2 separate regions of the Bicyclus anynana genome follow, and region 1 is linked to region 2. A link is a contact called in public Hi-C data. All regions are on one chromosome and are shown on one strand. Each heading gives the region's core, a stretch centred on a gene start, on an enhancer-like site or on the middle of the called end of the contact. The rest is flanking DNA. Distances are from core to core; before and after follow the strand shown.

What was found. A called contact is a pair of places that touch in the nucleus more often than the background predicts.
Region 1: a contact with region 2 is called in a Hi-C map of whole larva, with 7 times the contacts expected there. The contact joins two enhancer-like sites. A contact is called at or near these places in 2 of 2 Hi-C or Micro-C datasets (whole body and whole larva).

What each region holds. Positions count from the first base shown.
Region 1 is chr21:13,590,716-13,593,415 of ilBicAnyn1.1, reverse strand. All of the region lies in intron 11 of LOC112054591 (homeobox protein homothorax), which reads right to left. Among protein-coding and RNA genes, the nearest start is that of LOC112054612, 94 kb to the left of the region's middle. Within about 2 kb of position 1,380, at least 8 of the 8 cell types and tissues checked have open chromatin away from gene starts, as enhancers often do.
Region 2 is chr21:13,210,780-13,213,479 of ilBicAnyn1.1, reverse strand. No RefSeq gene overlaps it. Among protein-coding and RNA genes, the nearest start is that of LOC112054591, 12 kb to the left of the region's middle. Within about 2 kb of position 1,394, at least 2 of the 8 cell types and tissues checked have open chromatin away from gene starts, as enhancers often do.

The DNA of each region.
Region 1 (2,700 bases), core at 131-2,630, 380 kb before region 2:
TAATAACTTTATTTTGATATTTTACATCTGCCATTTTAATTTTAAGATATTAAATATCACATGTCTCATTCGGTGAAGGAAAAACATCGTGAGGAAACCTGCAAATCTGTGAATTTTCTTAATTTTCTGCGTGTGTGAAGTCTGCCAATCCGCATTGGGCCAGCGTGGTGGACTAATGGCCTTACCTCTCTCATTCTGAAAGGAGACTCGAGCTCAGCAGTGAGCCGAATATGGGTTGACGTAAACGAATTTAAATATTTCACATGGACAATAGTAAGTAAATAGGTATGTAGATAGGTATATATAGATGGACAGCATCGAATAGGTTCCACCAACATCACGCGACCGCATCGGCTCACAATTGAATCGGTTACAAACGGAACAAATTGGTTAATTAAACATGTTTTGAGTAATTTGAGCACATCGAGCAATTTGAGCAATTTGAGCAATTTTCGTATCATGGCGCCGACGCCTGAGTGACGGCGGGTCACGCTTCACGGTCACGATCAAACTGCATCGCGGCTGGTCTAGTTGATGGGGAGTAACACATTTTATAGAGTAACTGTAGATCCGCGCGATTTCACCCGTATAATTCTGATTCCTTTGGGATACAATACAGCCTATACTAGCGGACGCTCGCGACTTCATCTGCGTGGAATTCAGTTTTTAACAAATCCCACATTTTAAAATAGTACCTACCAGTAATTTCAAAATTATATATCAAATCCCTTTATAATATTACTTTAGATAAAGTTTACAAATCTTTAGTTAAGTAATCTGTCTCATATTGTATTTGAAGTTTTAAATTTTTATTACCTGTCTGTTGTATTTTCCTCCTTTTCCAGCTCTATAAAGGCCTTAACCTTTCTACTCGGTGAGATTATTGGCGTCTTAAAATTTATTTTAATCCCGCATAATTGACCCGGTCGGGGAATCAAACCTTGGTCTTTCCAGTTCATACATGGGAAAACACATATGAATGGAATGGAAACTAAAGATCTTTAATGAAAAATGTATAAATTTTTTTTATTCCTAATAAACTGAAACATATTTTATCGATGACTTATTTAATTTAGCTAAATTATAAAACGCCGTTTTTTACAGGTATTCACAGGTATGATAATAAAAAGAAAACATTACTCGAAAACCTATTCGGACATGTGCAAACATACCTAAGGATTAATAATAAAACAGGCAACACCTCAAACGAATCTCCTAACCAATTCCCACTTACACGTTTTTCTCTAGATTTCCCAACCGCCTTGGCGTTTCCTCGGCGCTAGAATAAAAAAAAATGGAAAGCCACCCTCTCGCTCGTACGCACTGCACGTTGCACTTGCGATTATCGCCTTTTCACTCTTTTGTTTCGTTGTCGACAGTGAGCTCCGCCCATTTGTAAAATCGACTGGCCGTCCTTGCACCTGTCTCTTTCACGTCCATCTGATTTATGTGAGTGCGAGCGGGCTTGATCGATGCTTTGTTTTTCCACTTCGACTGTCCGCAAAAAAGGAAAACGACGGATTAGGTTCTGCGTAAACGTTATAACTGGGTGTAAATTCTGATAATGTCTCGATCTGGCGGTGTTTGGGTGTTTGGGTGTTTGGCTGCGTTTTGTTTAAACATTTATCGCCAATTTTACGATTAGTAGGTATTGTTGTATTACGTTACGGGTTAGGGTTGATTTATGTTTCATTTTCATTTCTTTTAACGAAGGATTATGCCTTATTTTTTAAAATATTGTCCTCAGAAATATAAAAACGTTTTGTAATATCCATTTTGGTATTTCATTCATTAAGAAGGTTATCTTTTTTTAAATAGTAACTTGGTACCTTCTTAGAAAACATTTTTCTTTAATTGAATCTGGTGCCTCAGAGCCCACATCTGAACTGTGGTTACTTACCATTATACCATTATAGCATTATAACTAATAGTGACTCACCAGACATAAATTTCGTTTATGAATGTCCTCTATCTACGAAAAATTGGAAATTATTCACAAAAATAAAAATTGTCGTGTCCAAAAATCACTGCTCATTCGATCGATTGGAAATGGTCAAATGACTATTGTCGATGGTTCTATCTGTCCATCTATAAATCGCAAATTGTTTATGGTCGGAAAAAAGTCCCAGAATTAAGACTTCAAGGCGAGTTTGGGGAATGGCGGCAAAAACCGACGCGCAGTTGACAAGTTGAGAAATATCATGGCGGCTTTTTGGCGGGAACGCATTCTAATCAAAATAGTTTACGCGTCCACCTTGGGTTGGTATCTACGCCATTGTTTATTTACCTAAATCAAAAATAGAGAACTAAGTTTTCTTTTATTTTCCGATTCGCGACCACTCTATCGTGGGAACGTTATTTTTTTTTGTTTGGCTGTTTTGTTTTTTTTTTTAAATCGACACCTAGCATTTTGCTTTGGATGTCTTGAGATACAAAGATAAGGTGGTTTTGAGAACAGCTTTAGGTATAGCAGTCAGTATAGACCGATCGTTGCTTGTATTAAATGGTGAAAGTATAAAGCGTAGGTAGGTACCTACCTGAGAAGGATACGACAAGAATTAATTATTTTAGAATTTAAACTGAGTATTATTAAAACTCACGTGATACAACGTCGGAGTATACCCGACTAGTTTCAAACCCATACGGGGTCCTTAGTCATGAACCTGTTCTTGCAACGCGGCACGATCCAAACTGTTCATC
Region 2 (2,700 bases), core at 145-2,644:
TAATTTTGGTGCTTGTAAACTAAGCTTACCAGAATGAAATGAATGTTGATTTTTTAATGCATGTGTGTTGCAGTTGCTGGTGTTCTAACGCAACCTTTGGTAAAGAGGGAGGGTAATAATGATGAAGATGAGACCATAAGCTTATGATGAAGATGAGACCATAAGGTTGCGTAAACTATAAAAAATGAACGTATAGGTAACTCATTAAATATGCTAATATTTCATCACGACGTTTGTCAAATTTGAACAAAATCAAGACCGTAGAGCTGTTGTTAATCTGAACGTATCATTTGGCGGGAATTAGAGCGGGAGAAAAAATAAAGGATAATTATACCGGCTTGAGCTCTGCGTCTACATTTGTTAAGATTTGGGCGAGCTGGCACACTATGGAGACGGCTTTTTATAAAGTAGGGATATTCTTTGTTATTTTGATGAAGGGATATGTACCTACAAGGATCGTAGCAAGTTCGGTTCATCGGACATGTTCGGTGTTGCATGGACTTAAATACGAAATACGAAAACTTACGGTTTCTACGCGGCATCGTACCGAAACGCTAATTCACTTGGCGTACCAGCAAAGAGTCCATACAGGCCGATTCCCGCAGGAAAAAAAAATAGGTATGTATGAGAAACCGGAGTTTGTATCAAGCGATATGAATTTCCTTTTTTTTGGGACGGCTTATTTTCGAAATCTCAAGCTGACCCGTTCTGGGAATCGAATGCAGAACATTTTTGTTGAGTGCCACAGCACTACGGTCGAAAGTTACTGTTTTGGCTCCAATTCTCAGTAGATCATTCTTAACTGATAGTACGATTTGAATTGATTTTGGTTAGTTGTATGTGTAGTAAAGATAGAATAAAAAAAACAATAACAGTTAGGAATAAGGTTAGTCTATGTTACATCGGATCATGAGACCGTGGATTCTAGTTTTGGTCTACGGAACACATTATACTTTCTTTCTTTGAAAAAAATCTTAGTAAAAATTTTCAACCTGAAGTAGGGAATTTTTTTTTTTGGTTGTTTTACACCCCCGTGCCTCTCAGAACGCGTTCAACCATCGCTCAACCATTATCATTGGAGCAGATGGTGGGTTTAGCCACTAATAGTAATTTACTTATGGATAAATGCATAACCTTAATAGAAGATCATTAAAATGGTTTGTCTATTTTAATGATAATACGGAATTAGTTCTTTAAGGTTCCGCAATAATTACATACAAAAAATAAACCCTTGAAAGATCACTCGCGTGTCCGTCTGTCACGTTAATTTTTCTTACGGCTTTCATATAACATATATAAAATATATATGTTATATGAAAGCCGTCTCCACACTGTGCACGCAGCACAGATGCGCGCGCACATGTCTCGCCGCACCGGGGCTCCACTCCGCCCGGATTAGACGCACAAACGCACAGACGCACAGTTTGTGATCTAACAACTAATACACTCATTTGACAAGGATTATTGCGTCTCATTATATATTGTAGCATTTAGTTCCAAGAGCCGATGGACGTCAGGTTTCCAAGGCGTTGGCTGACTCTAGGTTCGTTCGTTCGTTATCAACCCATATTCGGCTCACTGCTGAGCTCGAGTCTCCTCTTAGAATGAGAGGGGTTAGGCCAATAGTACATTAGGCGGATTGGCAGACATCACATACGCCGAGAATTAGGAAAATTCTCTGGTATGCAGGTTTCCTCACGATGTTTTCTTTCACCGTTTGAGACACGTGATATTTCATTTCTTAAAATGCACACAACTGAAAAGTTGGAGGTGCATGACCTGGACCGGATTCGAACTCACAACCTCCAGAATCAGAGGCGGAGGTCATATCCACTGGGCTATCACAGTTCCAGACTGTCTCTAGGTGACTAGACACAATTACCAACTTACTATAGTAGGTACTAATTTAATAAATAAATAATAATAAAAAAATACTAATGTTTTATTTGTTTTGTAGAAGAAGCTTTGAGTGCAATAATTTTTTTTTTCATTAGATGACCCGGTTAAAAAAAATTGTCATGTAAAAAATGTATGGAACTGAAGTGTACCATGATTTTAAAAACTTCTACACATAACACAGTTTTGTAAATAAAACTTGTGTCTACTCGTTGTATTTACAAAGGCTAGTAAAAATCCCGAAAAATCTCTTTAGTTTTTTATTTACGCCTAACTCTATCACCACAATGTAAAATTGGTGCCAAAATGTTGGTACATACTAATTTTATTTCATCGAGTGTAGGTACATTGAAATAAACAAAGAAAATGGCTAAATTTCTAATTTAGTAAATTTTTTAGGATTAACCCGAGAAAGATAAGATTGCTTTTTTGCCTTTTGTAATTTCTGAAGTGAAACACGTAAGATACGGCTGATACGATAAATACGACCCTGGAAGGAATAGTTGTAGAATAGGGATGATAACAGTTTTTTTTTAATTGTATATAAATTAAGAGTACGCTAATAGTAAAGCAATTTTGTAAAAGGAGCAAGGTATCTGCGATCATTACTTTCGGAGCTACAGGGATTTAAAGAGTCAGATTTGCGGCGCTGTCGCGGATCCCTGAAAAACGCCCCATACATAATGGCACGAATTAATGACGTCGTAGATACTTAATGATCGTTAGATTTGTATGTGCGTTCAAACAAAATTACTAATATCTTTGTTATTTGTGCGTTTATGTTTATAGTTCACATATTAAAAA